Regions from separate parts of the Mus musculus genome. Here all the other regions are linked to region 2. The links are chromatin contacts, called in public HiChIP or PLAC-seq maps. All regions are on one chromosome and are shown on one strand. The core of a region is the stretch at or near the end of the contact, and the rest is flanking DNA. Distances in the headings are between cores, read along the strand shown. Region 1 holds the start of Ehhadh (enoyl-Coenzyme A, hydratase/3-hydroxyacyl Coenzyme A dehydrogenase). Region 2 overlaps Vps8 (VPS8 CORVET complex subunit). Region 3 overlaps Map3k13 (mitogen-activated protein kinase kinase kinase 13).

Region 1 (4,098 bases), core at 681-3,180, 300 kb before region 2:
CAACCCTGTTCTTCGAGTAGTTAGAGACCTGCATGGTCCAGCAGGCAAAAACTCAGTATTTGTGACAGAGTTCAGCATTTACCCTCTGGGCACTGTAGTGGTTTCAGGGCTTATAGTGATTTTTTTTGAAGCATTAACAAACCTGAGATACCCTGTGAACATAGGATGTAAGATGACACAGTTGCTACAGTGAAAGAGTGAGGTGCTTGCCTAAGACAGTGATATCCTATGAAGTAGCACTGTGTATGTAGTAAGAATTTTGTTTCTTTTTTGAAAACAGTTATGGTGTGTGAATATGTTTTGTTTTAGTCCCAGGTGTGGAATATGGGGTTGCTCTCACAGCAGCTGACTATGATTCGTCTCATGCTCTGGCAGGGGTGTGATTCTGCCAAAAAAAAAAAAAAATTAGTTTACATTTGGAATTCTGTGGACTCTTGAAAGGGTATAAAAATGCCAGAGACCCAGAAGCTGTGGAGGCTGCTGCCCCCCTGCTGCTGCTGCCGCTGCTGCCTCCACCACTGCTGCTGCTGCTGGTTCCTGTTGCTGTGAGCAAAGATGAGAAGAAGAAATTGGATATCCTGAAGACAAAGACTGGACTTGCCCCTAAGGAACTTGATGCCCTTAATCAGCAGAAAGTAGTCTAAACAGATCTACGCCCCCTTTCCCTCTAACTCTCTTTCTGACTGACCTAGTGTTGTGGGGTTGGAAGGGATTGGGGTGGAGAAAGATAGTAGGTAATCCAGGAACGTAGCCAAAAGTATGGTTACATTTGTAAGACAAAATAAGTAAAATAGAAGGATATGGAAGATCAAAAGACTATCTACACACAGCAACACGGTAGAACCTGCTTAATTGGCATCCATGAACTCAGCAACTTTGGAACCCATGCTTGTAGACAATTCTGTACCATTAGGAAAAGAGAACCCACTGTGCTGCCACCTAGCTGTATCCCTATTCCTCTGCCACTTACAGAGGGACTAAGTGATAGGAGGCTTTGCTGTTGAGGAGCACTGGCAGAACCTGATTGGAACTGCCCTTTGAACTTTGTTCCCTAAATGCCTTACTTGCCTTTCGCTGGTTCTGCTCCCACCGAGGTGCCAACTGTAAACATCCAAGCCATTTAATGGATTTATATTAAAGCCTTCACCAAGAACCCACTGTGGGAGACACCACAGAAAGTTCCGTGCTCAATTAAAATAAAAGTGCAAACCTAATGGCCAGTGACCGAGTCCTACAGATGGAGATTATAAAGTGTCTTGAGATGACTCCAAAGAGGGCTTATTATCGATCCTTGCTCCAAGGGGGTGGGGTGTAATAAGGCCACTCAGTGCTATTAAACCTTGAACTCTACCTGCTCAGGTTCCTAGGATGCTGGGACTGATTTCTCCTAGACACCATACCTAGAAGTAACATTCCTAGAAATAATATTTAGACATTGTTAAAACTTGTGAAACATCAGTGAAGATTTACAAGTACGGTTTTACTTGTCAACCTGCACACTGTCTTCTGTCCACTTGGTGGACTTTGGCAACCAAGAGGAGCCATGCGCAGCTGGAAGGACCGTGCCCCAGGCTGTTTTAGAGGGAAGAGACAAGGCATGGTTTATTGTCAGGCTGCAGCCTACGTCCAGCCCATAATATGTGTGCAGTTCCTGGATGAACTGTGAAAAATCCCAGCCTTTAGGAGGGACAGAACTAGAGAAGGCCGGGGCTTCGTGCCCTGGTAAATGGCTGTTTTGTGAACATGTGATTGACGTTGGTGGTGTGACCCAGCAGTTTGGCTTGCCTGTGGACATTCCCTTTGGAAGCATAGGAAGATCGCGCTCCTTGGAGCGCAGCCCGCCCCAGGGAGCACGAAGTGCAAGGGGCAGGAGGCGGTAGCAGCGGCTCCCATTGGCTCAGAGCACGCCCCTCCTCTCAGGGCGGCCCAGAAAAGGAGCCCCGGGCTGCCCCAGACATCAGAGGCGCAGGATACCTTGAGAAAATGGCTGAGTATCTGAGGCTGCCCCACTCCCTGGCTATGATCCGCCTCTGCAATCCACCGGTCAATGCCATCAGGTAACACCGCCCGGACAGTGGGGTGTGGCGGGTCTAGGAGGGGGCTTGTCTCAGCTGGAAGGGCGGGCCAATGAGCAGCTGGCTCCGGCCTTCCTTCTGTCAGCTGTTGACCTCACTGCGAGGCCCACGTTTGGTTCTGGCGAATCAGGAACTTACAAAGGTGAGGTTGATGCAGCAAGTGTCTGCTTGAACCCCTTCCTGCAACCTTACTGCCGGCTTGCAACCCCAGCGTCTCTGTGATGCCAAAAGCTATAGTTAGCTGACTCGTAGAAAAGCAGAGTTTAGTGCCTTGAGTGTCAACTCTCCCTGTCAGAGGAGGCCTACTGGATAGTATTTTCTGAAAAGCTGAAGTTTCATTTACACCACCTGCAGTGCCCTCCTGTGCAATGCACTTAGCACATTACTATTATAAATGAGATCTGTCTTCTTGAAAAAATGATATTCATTTACCCTGTTCACTCCATATCACCGGCGAATAGAGTATAATTCTATATTAGCCTCAGGAGGAGTCACCCATACATTGCAGAAGTGGTGGACAGGATTGTGACAGATACTGTATAATTTTCACTGGTGAGACCTTGCTAAAACCCTTTTCTCAGGTGAGACCTTACAGTCTAAAGGACAAACCTAGGTACAGTTCCAGCCCTGTTCACTCTGCAGGGGACCAATGCAATGGATTTAGGCTTACTTTCAGAACAGGGTGGTGCGCTGGGGGCAGGTTGGGGGAGGGGAGGGCGGGGACAGGAGCATGAGTGACTTTAGAACTGCCACATTGGAATCAGCCCTCCCCAGCAAAGATCATGACTCCCCGTGGCAGTTAAGAACCCCTTCCCCAGCCGAGCGTGGTGGCGCACGCCTTTAATCCCAGCACTCGGGAGGCAGCACTTCTGAGTTAGAGGCCAACCTGGTCTACAAAGTGAGTTCCAGGACAGCCAAGGCTACACAGAGGAACCCTGTCTCGAAAAACTAAAGAAAAAAAAAATAAATAAAGAACTCCCTCCCCTAATCCTTCCCTACCTATATCCTCTAGTCCTTCCTAGAGACCCAAGGGTACAATTAGGGCAAAGAGGGGTGGCTGGATAATCAGAGTGTTCTGGTCCAGTCCTTCTATGAAAGTCTACCACCAACAAGCCCAGCATTGGCGATCTTTGGCAAACAGGCTCAAGCCAAACTTGCAGCAGTTTGGCTGGGAGAATAGTCCTGTACAATGGATGAGAACAACTAACCGTTCACCCGAGAGAGGGCATCTGTGACCGGCCAAGTAAAGGATTCCACCCACGTCTAGCTCGGTAGATTAGTGACTTTACTGAGGTCAGTTACAAGAGTATAGTTGCTTCTGAAACAACGGAACCCCTGGAAAGCCCACCCCAACTCGTGAGGAGCCCCCTCCTCACAATTGCTTCTCTCCTGTAACTTTGGAGACGGATCTTATGAAACTTACAGGTTTCTGAGCTTCCTGGGGCGTCTTAAACATCAGTAGATGTGTTTAGCTTTCAGTGCCCTGTCAGTCTCTTTAGCGTCCCCAGTCTTAGCCCCTTCGGGAGGGAATGCGTCAATCCCAAGGAACTAGCAGCACAGTAGCAGAATAAATAAAGTAAACATAGGCCATTTGAAAATTCCCACCACCAGCTGCTGGAGCAAAACCAAACAGATGCCGGGGTGGCACACACCTGGAATCGAAGCATTCAGGAGACTGCGGCAGAAGGAACTGTTGATCTATTCAGACCCTGTCTCAAAAAAAAAAAAAAAATCTTAAAAGCAAGCAAACAAACAAACAACAGAAAAGAGGAGACATGTTCATTTTAACTGAGATTTAAAACCACACTGTTATTAGATTTTATTTTTTAAACTTAATTATTATTATTATTTTATGTGTATGGGTCTTTTACCTGAGAGTATATCTGTGTATCACATGCCCTGGTACTCATGGAGGCTAAAAAAAAAAAAAAGAGAGAGTTTTTTTTTTAAGATTTATTTATTTATTTATTATATGTAAGTACACTGTAGCTGTCCTCAGACACTCCAGTCAGATCTCGTTACA
Region 2 (4,088 bases), core at 247-2,746:
AGTGCTAGAAGGTGCTATGTAGGCTGCTGGGGGAGAACTATCACTAATGTGAGGCTTTCAAGTTACAGCAGGTGCAAGCCAGTCAAGGTGTGCCCACTTAAGGGGATAGCCAGCGTTTTTCTGATTGGAGTTGAAGCCTGCTCTACAGGAGGGAACTCACTCTGGTAGCCTGATCAAAAGTCCAGTCCTAGTGAGGAAGCTACAACTGTTTTGCCAACTGGGCATGATGTGCCTCTCAACTTGCCTTCTACATATCCATGCTGATGCCAAAGCACTGCTGCTCTTAGGCCTGGTGAGAGAAGCTTTGACACTAGGCGGTGGTTAACGAGACAGGTGACCCTTAGTACTCAGATACCAGCTAAGAGGGTATCTACACCACCTGCCCCAAGGTACATCGCAAAAAAGAAACATACGAATGTGAGGGCCAGAGGAAGAGTCAGAGTGTCATGGAGCCTTCATAGGACCTACGCTGGATTTGGTCCATCGAGAGGCATAGAGAGGGTCCCACCACTTCTTGCAGGTGCACAGGCAGTTTACTCACTGCTGAGGGAAAGGATTTGCAAGAAAGAAAAGACAGGAGACTAGACACACACGTAGAAGTGGATGGGGTGGGAAGAAGAAAGGAAAGGGAGAGAAGAGAGGGCAACAGGGGTATAATCAAAACATTACATACACATGCATGTATGGAAATAGCAGAATAAAATTAACATATAATAATAAAAACTTACGAAATGCCCCTCCTGTTCAGAAGCCATCCTCCCTTCATTTGAGTAGGACAAACAAAAGAAAGGCATAAATCCAAGAGCTATCTCCTCAACAGCACTTCACTTCAAACTGAAATGCACCATCTTGCTCCCTCTTCTCCTTCCCTCTCTTCCCTTTCTCCCTGCTAGGAAGCCAGACTGGACTCAAAATCACTGTGCAGCAAGAGATAGTCTTGAACTGAATATCCTTGGGTCTCAGTCACCTGCAAGTTGGAGTTATATAAAGTGTCTCATCACAATCCAACATCTTCTCCTGCCGGTCCACCTCACGTGCCGCTTGCATCTCAGCCTTGGTCAGACAGGCTTCTCTTTGCAGTGGGTGGGAGTTAATGCAGACTCACAGCTGGTCCAAGTGCTGAGAGCGAGTGATGCTGAGTGCCCAGCTCTAAATGGACCTGCCATCAGCTCCAAGGAGAGCCAGCGGGGACTTTAGCCTTATTCAGGATGTGCCCTTGGTACAACAGTGTGGGACTGGTAAGGGGTTAACCAATCACTTCCTGGTCGTATTTCAGGCCTGCTCCAGAGGAGGAAATTCATTTCTCGTACTGTGATCCTGGTCAAGAGCCCATGCCTCAAGAGGTCATGGGCCCTACCAGGGCCTCTGCTCGTGGGCCTGAACAGACTGAGCCCTTGGGGATGAGGGCTGACACCCTGCTGTTACTGTTGCAGGGGAGGGGCATTCCTTCCAGTAAACAGCCCCAACCTATGCACACAGGCGCAGCCCCACTTAAAGCTGGCAAGTCACATGACAGTGGGAGGAGAGCTGCTCACAAGACAGGCGCAGGAGGGTGTTAGGAGAGTACTGGGGGTCAGTACACTAGGACTAAAGATATTTCTAACTCCTACCTAGCTACACCTTTCAAATCTAGTAAACAAATTTGAATCTAATGTTTAATCTTGTCAGGTTTATACACAATTAAATGGGATTTTCTTATCAAGATCATTTTCAATTTTGACTCTTGCTGCTACCTAGCCCTGACAGGCTTGTCAATAAACTAACTTTACTTATGTCACTGATAAAAACTTGGGTATGAGCCGGCGGTGGTGGCACATGCCTTTAAACGCAGCAGAGGCAGAGGCAGGCAGATTTCTGAGTTCGAGGCCAGCCTGGTCTACAAAGTGAGTTCCAGGACAGCCAGAACTACACAGAGAAACCCTGTTTTGAAAAAAAAAAAAAAAAAAAAAAAAAAAAGACAAAAAACAAAACTTGGGTATGAAGGTATGCATGCGCGCACACACACACACACACACACACACACACACACACACAGACACACACATACACACACACTATATGCACATATACATATATGCAAAGATTAATCACAGGAGCCTGACATTACAGACTGGTAGAAAAGGAGGATATAACCTATACAAAACTGGCTTTCTGTGTCTGGTTTTAGAGTGCTCTTTCAGTGGATAGAAGAGTATCAGTGCCGCTTCTATATATAAATAGTACTACGGCAAAACATTTACTGAAAAGTGCCTACTCCGCCCTGGTAATAAACTGATCATACAGAAAAAACTTAAAAATATGAAAGTACATTAAGAGAGAATGAATAACAAGCCACCAAAAATATGTTTGTGTGCAAATGCTGTGACTGGGGATGTTCCACAACACCTGGGGTCTTCAAGATGTGAACAATTATATTGTAGCTACACACGTCACACACACTGGGCTCTGGCGTTAATTTCTCTAACACGTAACGTTTATCTGGACTTTTTGAACTATGTTCACACGAAAAGAAGTCTTGTTCAACTACACAGTGAAGAACTGCAGATGGAAACCCTGAAGTCCAAATGTTTACATTCAGTCACTAACTTCCTTGTTATGTGCCCTAAGCGACTTACCTCGTCTCTCTGTGCCTGCATGCCATGTATAACGGGGAGCAGTAACAGCGCCTGCCTTAGAGAGTTCTGCTAAGAATTACATGGGTGATATGCAGCAACCATGCACTGCCTAAACACGACTCTGCCCGCTCAAAGCCTGGTCCCTGGGGTGGGGATGCTTAATGATGGTTGAACTTTCAGGAGCTGTAGTCTGGTGGAAAGTTAATTATGTCTCTAAGAAAAGAAAATGTTTTCCTCATAGGAGTCCATGAGAGCAAACTGCTAAAATGAGCCCAGAACCTTTGGAGTACTGTTGGGTATGCACTACCCAACACTCACACATACCCTTCTGACATGACAGTGCCGTTTTCCTCAAAGCCCCCACCTAAGGTGACTGACCAGATACCAGTGCTACACTCTCAAATTGCAAAAAAGGTGAGCTGAATGGATCTATTTTTGCCTATAAAGTAACTAGCTTTAGATTTTTTTCATAACACTAAATAGATTAAGGCAAAAGGTTTGTAATAGAGTCTGTCATTAGATGTTTAGAAACCAAAAGATTAGGTGTTTACTAGAATTATTTATTTTAAATTTTGAGCACAGGCAAAGATGACTTGAATTTCTGATCCATCCTCCTGCCTCCGCCTCCTATGTGCTTTTTAAGTGTGTGCTGTCTCCTACATAATACTGCAGCTCAGACCCAAGTCTTGGTGCCTACCAGGCCAGGACACTGCTGGGTACCTAGCCAGCCATGTGGTTATCACCATGATTAGCCACTTAACTCAGTCCCACTCAGTGGCGCACTGTCATCTGTCTGCTCTGGACACAGCACTACATGGCTGTTAAGAGCTGGGCTCTGAAGTCCGGAACACTCAGATCTGAGTCTGGGCTTTACCACTTTAGCAGCAGTACTATCTTGGAAAGTAACTTAGCCTCTGAGCTTCCTCAGATACAAAGACGACAAAACATTATGTCTACATTTCGTGGAACGGTAAGAATTCAATGAAAATGAAAGGCACACACTTTTCACATGCAGATCTATCTGTTCAGGGAATCTCTGTCAATCATCACTGGTTGGTTTGCCTGGATGGTTAGTTGTTTGATGGACTGCTTGAACTCCTTAGTGCTTTAGTAGGCAAAATCTGAGCTGGGTTATTCTCCTCTTTGAAGTCTTAGAAGTCTCTTCTAGCATCTAACTTTAGGTAAATAGTTCTCTCCATATTTGTAGATGTTGTGAATTTGCAAAATGTCGAACTCTGAATATGAAACATCACCCACACCCACGGGCTCATGTCCCCAGCACTGTCTGTCTGTCTCTGTCTCTATCTCTGTCTCTGTCTCTCTCTTCCCACCTCCTCTCAAATAATTCTCCCATCTTTCCCTATTGGTTGCTTCTTTTTATTAAAACATACTTTTTGACAGTCATTCTTTAAATGAATGCCTCTTGGGGAATTATGTTATTACTAAAACATTAAAACTTATAAAACTTACAAA
Region 3 (4,042 bases), core at 1,087-3,586, 420 kb before region 2:
CTTATCCACACTAAGTTCTTCCAAACATGAAGCCCCTCTCTGAACTCTGGCAACTGAAGTACACATGCTAGCCCAGGGAGTATGCCCGTACCAGACCTTGCTTGTATGCCTCAGCCAAGTCCTTAAGGAAATGTGACTAATATCTGCATGTGCACTGTAGCGGCCCCACGCAGGAGTGACATGTCCCGTTGACTGACAGACTCCAAGCAGTGAAGATGGACCCCGGGCTGAGTACTCACTTAAGGAGCTCCTTCTCGCGCATCTCCAGCTGCAGCATGATGGCGCTCAGCTCCATGTACAGATTGTTAGCCCGTTCGAGCTTTCTCTCGTAGTGCTCCCGAATATCCAGAGCATGCCTGTCAATGAAAACACAGCATGAGCAAGACCCTAATGACATGTGCAGTGGTTTGCTTCAAGGCACTAGGTCCAGGGAAATCTGAACTGTGCAGTTTATCCCAAGGGCCCCTCCAGCCATAGCATAGAGCCAGGTCGGCCACAGATAAAGAATATATCAGGGTGCACAATTTTTTTTTTGAGACAGGGTTTATCTGTGTAGCCCTAGCTGTCCTGGAACTCATTCTGTAGAGCAGAAATCCGCCTGCCTCTGCCTCCCAAGTGCTGGGAATTGCTGAGTTTCCTGAAGCTTTGAGGTTAAACTGCTCCACCTTCAGAACCACGAGCAGTACATTTCTTCTGTTTATAAATTGCTAAATCTATGGCTTTTTTTTTTTATAGAGACCTAACTGCCTATTACAGTGGAGGCCAGGAGCTAGAGCTTATAAACTCCTGGCCTCCCACGGCACTGAGAACAGTGGAAGTGCTCTAAGACTCTCTGTGGTAAAGGACCCTACAGGTGGGAAACAGTTGAGAGGCGGTAAAGAGTTACACATGAAGGAAGCTATGTGTGTGGGTGTACATGGACCATGGTGTCCATGTGGAGGTCCAAGGTCAACCTCAGCTGTCGATCCTCACCTAGTGCTGAGCAGGGGTCCCTGCTTGCCTCTGCACTGCACACCCCAGGCTGGCTGACTCAGAAGCTTCTGGGAGCCTCCTGTCACTGCCTCCCATCTTGCCCCAGGAGCTCTTGGGTCACAGCTGCCATGGCCTGCTTTGAATGGGATCTGGGAATTCGAATTCAGTTCCTCATACTCCTGTGGCAAGACCTTGTCACTGAACCATTGCTAACTACAGGGTAAGCTTCTGTTGTTCATATGTTAATCTTTTTATTTTTTTCTTTTGTTTTTTTGTTTTTTGTTTTTTGTTTTTTTGAGACAGGGTTTCTCTGTATAGCCCTGGCTGTCCTGGAACTCACTTTGTAGACCAGGCTGGCCTCGAACTCAGAAATCCGCCTGCCTCTGCCTCCCGAGCGCTGGGATTAAAGGAGTGCGCCACCATGCCCGGCTTTTGTTAATCGTTTTTGTTGTTGTTGTTGTTGTTAATCATTTTTTTTTAACTCACACGAAAGTTGTATGTATTTACAAGGTACCAAGTGATATTCTGATATATGTATTTGTTGTACAGTGTTCCAATCAGGGACTGGAGAGATGGTTCAGCAGATAAATGCATGTACTGGATAAATGCTCTTCCAGAGGACCGGAGTTCAGATCCCAGCACCCCATCAGGTGGCTTACAACCACCTGTGCTCCAGGACATGTGATACGCCTGGCCTCTGTGGGCGTCCACACTCATGTGGTCATACACAGACTCAAATATAATTTAAAATAATAAAAGTGGGAAAAAATCAGGGTAACCATGGTAGTCTCCTCCAACAATGATCATTTCTTTATGCTGGAAATATTCCAAATCCGTTCTTCTAAGCTTCTTTAATTCAAAATTAAAAAAGAAGAAGAAAAAAAGAAATCCCAAAGTTTAAGTGTGGTGGCTCGGGCCTACAATCCTCGTATCCAGGAGGCAGAGGAAGGCAGGCTCCAGTGATTTCTAGCAGCATAATCTACATACTAAGACCCAAGCTAGCAAGGACCACACAGAGAGACCTTGCCTCAAATAAGCAAACAAACGACTCCGAGTGAGGGAGGAAGCGAGGTGAGCTATTAAGCTATTATCTTTACCTGTCGTGACGAGAATTGAAGAACTTTCTTCTAATTATAACAGCATCCATTAGTCAGCTTCTCCCCCCTCCCCCGCCCATCCCTCTGCACAACCTCCCAGTCTACAGCAAGCACCATCCTAGTCTCTGCTTCTTTGAGATCAGCCTTTTCAGACTCCCCGGGAAGGCCAAATCTGAGCAACTGAGAAAGCTAGGGGAAAGATGAGGGAGAAGGAAGTGGCGATTCACCAGTGTTCCTGCTCATGTCTGAACCTTAGGGTGAGAAGAGGGGCGGGGTCAGCTGACCTGAGCACTGGGGTGAGAAGAGGGGCGGGGTCAGCTGACCTGAGCACTGGGGTGAGAAGAGGGGCGGGGTCAGCTGACCTGAGCACTGGGGTGAGAAGAGGGGCGGGGTCAGCTGACCTGAGCACTGGGGTGAGAAGAGGGGCGGGGTCAGCTGACCTGAGCACTGGGGTGAGAAGAGGGGCGGGGTCAGCTGACCAGAGCACTGGGGTGAGAAGAGGGGCGGGGTCAGCTGACCTGAGCTCCTCCCTGCGCCGGCGAATCAGTTCTTCATCTAATCGGTGTATACAGGTCCCTTCACTTTTGATTTTCTCAAAATGTTTCTTCACTTCTTCTCTCCATTCAGCCTGAGTGAGGAAAGTTTAATTTTGTGAATGTTGTAGTTTCCTTCCCTGACGGGTCCATAGGACCGTGTGCAAGGCATTTCCTTCTGTGCCTCTGCATGCTTTCCCCAAACTTCCTACAAGAGCTCCGGCAGGGGAGTGCCAGAAGTGCCAAATCAAACCCCAAACATCCCCACCCCACCCTCTGTCCTGACACAGTGCTGTCTCTTTTCCAGTTTCTCCACAGCAGTGGCCATCAGAACAGCACAGGGTACAGTGATCTGGACAAAAGTGATCAGCTGACGGCAAGGGAGTATGGAGGCAGAAAGAAAGTCCTGCTGACGGAGGTTCACAGGTCTGGGAGGTTCTGAGTCATCTTCACGTCCGCTGTCACACTGGCTTTGCTTAGGACAAAAACCCAAGAGAAGCTCAGAAGCCCAGCATCCCAGAGAGACACAGCCCCTGCTTGCACTGTTAGGAGTCCCATGAGAATGTCAAGTACACAACCATGACACATACGGACAGGTCAGACCTACATAGGCCCCTGGGAGGCCCTGTGAGCTCTGCTTAGTTGATTCTGTGGGCCACGTTCTCGTGGTTTCTTCAACCTCCCTGGCTCCTACAATTCCTCCTCCCTTTCTCACTAGGATTCCCTAAGCTCCGTCTAATGTTTGGCTGTGGGTCTCTGCATCTGCCCCTACCCTAACATTTATTTTTGCATTTAATTTTTAGTCAATAAATATATGTAATAAACTGTCTCTTCTGACAATAAATCTTTGAAATAATATTGGGAGCCACTGCAGAGATGGAATTCGAGTCAGAAAAATTCATTTTAGAAACTTAATAACATTAAGTGAGAAAAAGCCATATGTCTACTATGAAAGTTAGTACTAATGGTTCAGTTCTAAGCTGGGCCCGTGGTGCCGGCCTACAAGCCCAGCTATTTAGATAATGAGGCAGGAAGAATCCCATGTTCAAGATCTGTCTGTGCTATAGAGGGAGTTCAAGGCCAGCCTGGGCAACTTAGCAAGACCTTGTATAAAAACAAAACAAAATAAAACAAAACACCAACAATAAAGTCTAAGGTAGAGCTGGTGGGAGAGTGATTGCCCAGCACCTGAGAGGCCCTAGGTTCCACTGCTAGTGCTGCCACGATGATGATGATGATGATGATCTTGTACACACAGAGGGATTAATTACCACTATGCCTTGTGATCATGCCCGTGTCTGGCTAGGGATAGGAAACATTTCCTCGTCTCTGCTCGCTCCTTGCTCATAGTGACAGTGGGCAGAGCACCATCCTTACTGCATTTTCACCCAACAGCCATACTCCTCCCCTTCTCTGGCTCCGTGCCTGTCTAGCCTGCTC

The links. HiChIP or PLAC-seq counts read pairs in DNA pulled down with a chosen protein or histone mark.
Region 1: an H3K27ac HiChIP or PLAC-seq map of embryonic stem cells shows a contact between it and region 2, with 5 times the contacts expected there. The contact joins the promoter of Ehhadh here to the enhancer-like site in region 2. A contact is called at or near these places in 16 of 39 promoter capture datasets (the 3T3-L1 cell line, the C10 cell line, the HPC-7 cell line and 9 more), 2 of 15 datasets of contacts at CTCF or cohesin (the NIH/3T3 cell line and large pre-B cells), 6 of 484 Hi-C or Micro-C datasets (the CH12 cell line, the N1E-115 cell line, bone marrow-derived macrophages and 3 more), 14 of 115 datasets of contacts at active chromatin or transcription factors (the 230-238 cell line, the SCID.adh cell line, astrocytes and 9 more) and 3 of 9 other capture datasets (embryonic stem cells, liver and pancreatic islet).
Region 3: a contact with region 2 is called in an H3K27ac HiChIP or PLAC-seq map of embryonic stem cells, with 6 read pairs. The contact joins two enhancer-like sites. A contact is called at or near these places in 1 of 39 promoter capture datasets (hippocampal neurons), 3 of 115 datasets of contacts at active chromatin or transcription factors (double positive thymocytes and embryonic stem cells) and 1 of 9 other capture datasets (embryonic stem cells).

Annotation. Positions count from the first base shown.
Region 1 is chr16:21,785,666-21,789,763 of GRCm38.p6, reverse strand. It overlaps Ehhadh (enoyl-Coenzyme A, hydratase/3-hydroxyacyl Coenzyme A dehydrogenase), which reads left to right and starts at 1,930. Exons shown (of 7, transcript NM_023737.3): 1 at 1,930-2,057. The coding sequence starts at 1,984.
Region 2 is chr16:21,483,294-21,487,381 of GRCm38.p6, reverse strand. The region is part of intron 20 of Vps8 (VPS8 CORVET complex subunit); the gene reads right to left. Among named protein-coding and RNA genes, the nearest start is that of Vps8, 62 kb to the right of the region's middle. Within about 2 kb of position 1,496, at least 9 of the 459 cell types and tissues checked have an H3K27ac peak or open chromatin away from gene starts, as enhancers often do. A contact at or near this core is called in embryonic stem cells, where this site is marked.
Region 3 is chr16:21,907,320-21,911,361 of GRCm38.p6, reverse strand. Map3k13 (mitogen-activated protein kinase kinase kinase 13) reads right to left here. Exons shown (of 13, transcript NM_172821.3): 7 at 2,588-2,697; 8 at 240-356. Among named protein-coding and RNA genes, the nearest start is that of Map3k13, 17 kb to the right of the region's middle. Within about 2 kb of position 2,336, at least 37 of the 459 cell types and tissues checked have an H3K27ac peak or open chromatin away from gene starts, as enhancers often do. A contact at or near this core is called in embryonic stem cells, where this site is marked.